Linked DNA regions of Zea mays: regions 1 and 3 are each linked to region 2. Evidence: chromatin contacts called from public Hi-C data. All regions are on one chromosome and are shown on one strand. Each heading gives the region's core, a stretch centred on a gene start, on an enhancer-like site or on the middle of the called end of the contact. The rest is flanking DNA. Distances are from core to core; before and after follow the strand shown. Region 1 holds the start of LOC100382018. Region 2 holds the start of LOC103626274. Region 3 holds the start of LOC542179 (U1 snRNP).

Region 1 (2,700 bases), core at 139-2,638, 480 kb after region 2:
AGCCACCCTTGGTGACCGACTCACCTGAAGACCATAGAGCGCTATCGTGGCAATCCCGAGCCAAGAATGCAGGGAACGGATGTCAGGAAGGCCGACGTCATGGTGAAACTTGAAGGCGGCGTACAGGCCGACGGCAGCGAAGGTGAGGGCTACGAGATGTAGCAGCAGGTGCACCGCCTTCTTGGCCGACCTCGGGCCCAGCACGATCCTGTACGCCATCACCGCTGCGCGCGCGCGCCACACACCACACCATCATACAAGCATCAGTGATCAGTCAGACACAACACGTTTGATTCCCTTCCATCGCTTGAGTTTTGCAGACGCGCGTTTGTTCCTTTACCTTCTCCGGTGCAGATGATAAAGCCGATCACCATGAACAGAGGGTGTGCCTGAGAAAAGGGTGCGCACGTTATAGAGTTTACTCCTACTGTTCGAAAATACACGGTTCGATTATTACCGTGTAGACGAAGAGAGGGTTGGATGTCGGCTTCCACGAGACGCCACCACGAAAGTGCAGCACCCAGACGAGCGTGAGCGTGAGCACGGCAGCCGCCAGCAGCTGCGCCGTCACCACCATAGGCAGCGCGGTCATGCGGAAGCTGGCGCTGCTCTTCACCGGCATAATGGCGCGTCGCCGTCTCGTTCTCCTCCTCGGCTGCGCAAAGGCTACCACCACCACAGTTGGATCCTGTTGCCGCTGCGTGTTGCCGCTACCGCCGCGTGATGGCATAATATGGTACGGTGGCTTGTTAGGGGGCGTGTCCTGGTGACGGATCCGAGGCGGGTTCATGTATAAACAAGGTCAAGGTGAAAGACAAGTTCAATGTGTAAACAACCCGGAGATAATCTCTGGTTTGGCCTTTGGAGCGTTGTGGCGCGTCTCCTTGTGAATGGGGCCCAGCTGTTTTCACCAGAGCAATAAAAGATCCAAAAATAGATCGATGAACAATCCGGCCGAGTCAAAAAAAAAAACGCTTGCCGGCCACTGAATCACAAGCGCAGAAACAGACAACTCACAAGCTAACAACAAAGCATCACAAGTACCATTTGTAATGGATCAGCTCTGCGTAACCAAAGTGGCAGAACAGAAGTCCAGCACATTACAGGAGCACCTGGCGTGGAATACCTTCAGATCTCCAAAGCCCCTCTTTCAACGGCAGACCGCAGACCCATCAGAGGTTGGACATATACAACCCTGCTGCTGCGTGCCTCCGGTACAAAAGCAAGTCGTGTAGAGATAGATGCAAACTATGTTTTTCTCCAAACAAAGCAGATAAAAAATCCATTAGCTCCAATAAAATCATATACATACGGCAGAACGTGTAATTTAACTATATGACCGCCATCTCTACATCTATCATGCAGGCAACCATGCATTCCTGGAGTTCGTCATGGGCCCTGCACATACAACCAATCACAACACCGGAGTTTATCAAAGATTAGCAAGACAATAAAGGAAGAGAACAGAAAGAAAAGGCAAAGGGCTGCTACCAGGGGATCTCTTCTCAAAAGATAACAAGAGTTGAGAGTGACACTAGAATCCAAGCAGAAGCTTGAGGACTTCAACTGGCCTGTAAGCATTAATACAATGACCACCCCTAAATTTAACTTACAAATGAAAGATATCCAAAAAAACATTATTTTTAAAACAACAGCCGACCGATTCTCGAACAGCCAGAATTGCAGTCAACATGCTACTTATCACAGTATGTACACAAGAAATTCAGCACCACTTAAATAGATCAAGAAACCACTAGATGAATCTGATACTGAAGAAACAAAAATCATGAGCACCATCATAAGGCAAACAAATGCAGCTACCTGGTATTCTGGGAGTGGCACTGAGAGGACATCCACAAAACCACCAGCGCCAAAGTAGAGATGATCCAAGGCGCACTTCAGATTTCAGGGTGCCTGTACTCCTGAAACATCACCTCCTCATGTTCAGCTCTCTAATATATATATATATGCATCGCAGAGAATGTGCCTAATTAAAATAGCTGCTTCACTAACCTAAAGTATTTCTGTTAGCTTCGACATGCAAGTATCAGAAAAAGTAGATCAGTTGCAGAAAAACTGAGTTCATTAAATATGATGTATCAAACATCAGCAGGACACTGTCACCGAGTGCCAAAACTAATCCATAGATTAACATACAAGCACAGACTCATGCCACTGATAATCAGGAAAATAAATATCACTACTGCAAACATGGTAACATCTTTCAACAATATGCACAGAACATGTTGACAAGAACAAAGGGTAACAACATGAGCTGAATGAAATAATGAACTTCTTTTCTCTAGATCTCGACCCTGTATACAGAAGGAACTTATGTCATATGGTACAGAAGCCCTGCCTATGTTAGCATACTGATCCTACTAGACATGTCAAGCATGCAACGATCGCAGCAGCAATCAGGCAACAACGCTTGAGACCTACCCTGCTCTAGAGCCAGTGAGCTTTCTCCTGGCATGTTTCAAAATGGATATGCCCATGCATGTATGTATCTACCGAAAGATGGAGCTGGCTAAAGCAAGGATAGCAATGTCAAAACACATCAGACAGCCTTGTTCTGAGAAAGAAACTCCTGCGAACTCCATAACACTGAGGGCTACAGCAGCCTTTCTTCAACCTGACATCATGAGCCTATAATCACCCACCATGAAAGCGTCTTGATCCACTGACTGGAGGTCACAT
Region 2 (2,700 bases), core at 3-2,502:
TGACATCATTGCTCCTCGATTAGCAGCAACGACACCAGTAGTATGGGATTCAGCCTAGAGCATCCTTCATTCCTTCTGTTTGTCCAGAGGCAAGACAAGCCAATCTGATGAGTCAGTCAAGAAGTTAGCTATTATTTATTGCTTTTCACAATACTTTTCAAATTCAGGCTGCTCCCACTTCTCTAGACAGCTTGCATAGCAGCATCATAACGGAGATAGCTCCCTCAACTCAATTCAACACATCCAAATATCCAAATGGGACAAACCACTCAGATTTTTCAGTCAAGCGCTTGTCTGCTCCATGCAACACCCGACATCACCACAGGAAGTCCGCGCCAACTGATAAGCCGAAGCAGTCCAACCTAATAGAATTCTCCAACAGGCGAGCAACAAATCAAATCAAACCCTACAGCCGAAACCAGCGCTCGCAGGAAGCGCCATCCACCGGGCGCGACCAAAAGCTCCGCGGAACGTCGGAGCACGGGCAGGGGCGCCGGAAGGGCCCAGCATCGCAGCACGGGGAGGAGGGCGGGAGCCTCAGATCCGTGGCGTCGACTCGGTCCAGGGTCAGCAGGCGGGCGGGCGGGCAGGTGGGCGGGTGAGCAGATCCGATCGGGGCGAGCCCGGGAGGGGCGGTACCTTGTGGAGGCGGTCGAAGGTGATCTCGTCGCGGTGACACGACCAGATCGCCGATGAGGAGAACGGCGCCGCCTCCGCGACCATCTCGTGGGTGCTCGGGGGGTCGTCGGAGGTCGTTGTCCTGGTTGCTCAGCGTCGGACGGAAGCGGCGTACGATCCGGTGGCCATCGGGCAGGATCGAGCTGGGACGGGAGAGGGATCTGAGATGGAAGGAAGAGGGTTTGATAGAAAAGATTGGCGAGAGACGAGGGAGAAGGATTTCTCTTCTCTGGTGAGTTGGAGGCGATGATGAGATGAGGTCAGGCTCATGCAGGAAGGAGAAATTTGCCATTATGGAAGTCCTTAGATGCGGCTTCGACGATTTGGAGGTGTAGGCGAGGGATTATCTGTTATGGAAAAGCAGAGAATAGGCCACACTCCAAAACGGACAAAACCACTCCACTACCAGTAGTGAACGACGATTAGTGTCGTTGATACAGCCGCCGTCCCAGCGCCGTGACTTCTCCGCTGCTTTCTGCCGCCCAAAAACCGCCGGGAAGGCAAAAAAGATACGCCCTTTGCGGCGAAGCTCCGGGGGGCCTTGTGGCCCTCGGCTGCTGCCTCTTCCTCCTCCCGCCGCTGCTGTCCCGCGGCGCGGACATGCCGCTGGGGTCGACCCTCTCGCCGGGCAACTCGGCGACGTGGACGTCGCCCAACAGCACCTTCTCGCTCGGCTTCACGGCGTCCGCGTCCTCCCCGTCGCTCTTCGTCGCCGCCATCACCTACGCCGGCGGCGTGCCCGTCTGGTCCGCGGGCAACGGCGCCGCCGTTGACTCGTGGAGCTCGCTCCGCTTCTCGTCCAACGGCGACCTCCAGCTCGTCAACGGATCCGGGGTCGTGCTCTGGTCCTCCAACACGGGGGGCCAGAACGTGTCCGCCGCGGCCGTCCAGGACAGCGGCAACCTCGTGCTCAAGGACAACCCCGGGGCAGCAACGCCGCCACGGAGGAGTGGTCGGCCGTGGCGGACCAGTGCTAGGTGTTCGGCTACTGCGGCAGCATGGGCGTGTGCAGCTACAACGGCACGTCGCCGGTCTGCGGGTGCCCGTCGCTTAACTTCCAGCTCTCCGACCCTTCCAAGCCGCGCGCCGGCTGCACGCGCAAGGTCGAGCTCGCCAGCTGCCCCGGCAACTCCACCACGCTCGAGCTCGACAACACGCAGTTCCTCACCTACCCGCCGGAGATCACCACAGAGCAGTTCTTCGTCGGCATCACCGCCTGCCGCCTCAACTGCCTCTCCGGCGGCTGCTTTTTCGCGAATCCGGCTCCCAACTTTTTCAATAACTGCGAGCCTGTATAGCATCAGATTCTGGTGGATTCTGCGTTCCGTAGGCTGTAGCAATTGAACATGCGGGATGCGGCTCAATAACTCCATGTTTTTTCCTGCATTAAGATGTTCTGCTCCACTACGCACTACGTGCTCATTTACAGCAAGCCATTCATATGATTCTTGATTGCAAAGCAGCAACAAGAAGCTTAGATTTTCAGAACAATTTCTTTCCGCGATGCAACTTGAGAACCAGTAGCTGAGCCGGCCCGCTTTGTTGTATATTATTGCGTGCAGTGACAGAGCTGGTGGAAGGGGACTCGTCGCGGAAGATCGTGGACATCAACTGCCTCTCCGGCGGCTCCTGCGTTGCGTCCACCGCGCTCTCTGACGGCTCTGGCCTCTGCTTCCTCAAGGTGTCCAGCTTCGTCAGCGGCTACCAGTCGGCCGCGCTGCCCAGCACGTCTTTCGTCAAGGTCTTCCGTGGGGGAACGACGGCGGGGGACAACTTCCGTGGGGAACGACGGCGGGGTGTTTGGAGATCTCTGGCAGCGAGGAGAATAAACAGAGCTCTGAGCTCTCTGGTGCGTTTCTGAAGCGAGGAGGAGAGAAGACAGAGGTCTTGTGAGGCAGCGGCGACTGTATCAACGGCGCCGGGATGGGAAAGCAGCGAAGAACTCACGGCGCTCGGACGGCGGCTGTATCAACAGCACTAATCGTCGTTCACTACTGGTAATGAAGTGGTCTTGTCTGTTTT
Region 3 (2,700 bases), core at 200-2,699, 410 kb after region 2:
TCTCATAGTTCTGCAACAATGGCAAAGCCAATTAGCTTGGTTTTACAAAGATAACTTGCCATCAAATTCTCATCAGTAAGGACTAAGGAATGTGCCAAACTGCCAATAATTTCAGGCAAAATTACTTACAAGTCTAGCAACAAAGAGTGTTTTGTATGGATCTCCAGTAGCATTGGGGTCACTTTGTGGGTCATCTGCATAAAACCAAATCAGAACAATGATGTTATTACAACCATAACTTTAAAATAATTGGGGTGACACCATGCCCTAAGGACGTACACTTCTGAAGCTCTTCAGCAACCTTAGCTGCGCCTTGCTCGAGCTTATTATTGCGAATTCTAGCCTTCTTCTCTGCCTGCATATATAGAGCATATATATAATAATCAGGTGCAGGATAAAATAAAATAGTAAAGGGTAGAACAATGCTAAGATATGCCCCAAAATTGAGTAAGATATGATCCAATGCATTATTAAGAGAGAGAGAATTTGTGCAGTTCAAGAATGATTTAGGCCCATGTGATCTCAGCAGAAAGAAATGTGACAATGCCTTCACACAGTTGAATGCATGATATCATCTCAAAACATTGAAAATCCAGAACATAGTCAAACCATGCATGCTTTTGTAGCAGAAGCAACTACTAAAGTTGACCAGAAATGCCCAAAATATCATGCGCTCAGTAGATATCGTGTGCTACAAGCAGGTTTCGGAAGCTACTGTTCTAACAATATGTAATTCTTTACGAAAAATACTTGGCACACCATCCAGTTGCACACTAGCACTGTGGTGTAATTCGACTACCTCAGAAACCAAGTCACAAAGTCTGATTAGAGAACGTTGTACAGATATGATAGCAGGCAAACCTATGACACTCAGCATATAGACAAAAACATACCCTGGTCTCACACTTGGGTACTGGCGGAGCATACTCTGGATCCTCGGGCTCAGCAAAGTGCGACACAAATTGTGCCATCCCTGCATCCAAATCAGTAGCCACACCAAACAATCGGTGAGCAAACCCTTGAAAACATCTACTAGACAATCCCAAAATCCGTCGACTCACCGGTGTAGGCCGGCAATTTGCGCTTCTCCAGCGGGGGCTTGTACTCGAGCGGTGGACGCGGTTCGAAGAGCTTAAGCAGGTTGGGCGTGAGCCCCGTCGGGTGGATCTGCCCCATCTGCGAGCGAGGTGAAACCAAACCACGGATCAGAGACGAATCAGGCAGCTAGGGTTAGGGTTTAGCAGGGGAGACGAGGGGATCGGTGGCTTACGAGCTTGAGCTGCTGGACGTTAGGGCGCTGGCCCTGGCCCCTGGGGCGGGAGTCCGGGTTGCCCCGCATCTGCCCCCCGCCGTGGCCATAGTCACCCATCGTCGACGCCGGCGAAGGAGGAGGCGGCGGCTGGAGAGGTGCGAAGCGAGGTGGGGAGAGATGTGTCTCCCCCCTGTAGTCTTTGTTGCGGTCGAGGCGGCCCAGCAACGAACGCACGGGACTAGGTCAAGACCGTGAAGTGGCCCACGCGGCAGGGTCCCGACACAACGGACACGAAACGGATGGTTGTTTGGACGTCTGCTCCCTGACTTGTTTTCGGTGCCGCGCTTGCCCGAGTTTCATTGCTAGATTAGATAGTTTTGGCTAGCCATATATGTGGCAATCTATGAGGCATGTTTGGTTCAGCTTTTTTCTGACCAACTTGAAAATCTGGCTATGGGGAGAATGTGGCTGTGGGAAGTATCTGAGTATCATTACGATTACGTGTGGAGAAAGATAAAGTTGTTCATAGGGCTCAGGATCTAGAAAGTGACGGATTCCTACTATTACAACGACTCAACCGATTATGTGTTTAGGTTGATTTTAGATGGTTTTTGCCCCAACGAATTCTATAGAAGCTGGCTGAAAAGCTGAGCGTTTGGCAGTCCGCAATAGCTTTTGGTGGCCAGAAGCTGCCAGAAGCCGAAACAAATAGGGGCATGCTAAGATCTTTCTCCTATTATACTGGTTTCATTCGTAAATGGTTTATAAAAGTGTGGTAAAATTTTCTTACACATGATAATTTGTAGTGGAGAATTTTAGCGTCCAGAAGTTTCCAGTCTCTACTACTCTATAAGGACTGAGCGTGGACATCCACACTGAGTACACCATGCCCCCGCCTCCGTGGCTACCGCGCTCCCCACCCACACATAGGTCCGTGACCGCCACGCTCCCACCACCCAGATGCGCACGCTACCCCCCACCCCCACACGTCGTCGTCGCGCAAGTGTCCTTCTACCCGGCACTCATCGCGGTGCCGCGCGATGGAAGACCTCGACGTGCTTATGGGCTTGAGGCCGCCTGTCGTGAAAGACCCCGCCTCGCTGTCGCCAATGAACTCGAGGCCGCCTGGCGTCTCCTTTGAGCTTGTCCTACTCGGCGATGGTACAACTCCCTCCTCCCTTTTGATCCCCAACCTAAGCCTTTTCTGAAAGGGAAATGAGATTAATCATTTCCCATAATTGATTTTGGTGTTTGATGTCCATCACAAACCACGTGGACTAACTAGTTTGCCTAATTGTTATTTATCTCAGGTGCTTAAAAATCAACACAAACCAACAAAGAAAATAAGTTATGAACTCAACAAAGTTTAGAGCAAAGACAAGCATTAGTGCTGATAGTGGCGCACCGGACACTGTCCGGTGCCCAGGCCAAGGCACTCGCGAACTGGC

The links. A called contact is a pair of places that touch in the nucleus more often than the background predicts.
Region 1: a contact with region 2 is called in a Hi-C map of ear, with 2.9 times the contacts expected there. The contact joins the promoter of LOC100382018 here to the promoter of LOC103626274 in region 2. A contact is called at or near these places in 6 of 25 Hi-C or Micro-C datasets (ear, endosperm, leaf and 1 more).
Region 3: a Hi-C map of tassel shows a contact between it and region 2, with 2.2 times the contacts expected there. The contact joins the promoter of LOC542179 here to the promoter of LOC103626274 in region 2. A contact is called at or near these places in 10 of 25 Hi-C or Micro-C datasets (bundle sheath, ear, endosperm and 4 more) and 1 of 3 datasets of contacts at active chromatin or transcription factors (seedling).

Annotation. Positions count from the first base shown.
Region 1 is chr5:42,310,133-42,312,832 of Zm-B73-REFERENCE-NAM-5.0, forward strand. LOC100382018 reads right to left here and starts at 1,389. Exons shown (of 3, transcript NM_001174784.1): 1 at 458-1,389; 2 at 341-389; 3 at 1-224. The coding sequence starts at 790. It overlaps LOC100502266, which reads right to left. Exons shown (of 8, transcript NM_001323891.1): 8 at 2,203-2,700.
Region 2 is chr5:41,830,125-41,832,824 of Zm-B73-REFERENCE-NAM-5.0, forward strand. It overlaps LOC103626274, which reads right to left and starts at 1,253. Exons shown (of 8, transcript XM_008646664.3): 1 at 640-1,253. The coding sequence starts at 723.
Region 3 is chr5:42,244,657-42,247,356 of Zm-B73-REFERENCE-NAM-5.0, forward strand. It overlaps LOC542179 (U1 snRNP), which reads right to left and starts at 1,450. Exons shown (of 10, transcript NM_001358412.1): 1 at 1,271-1,450; 2 at 1,062-1,176; 3 at 894-973; 4 at 280-355; 5 at 130-194; 6 at 1-10. The coding sequence starts at 1,369.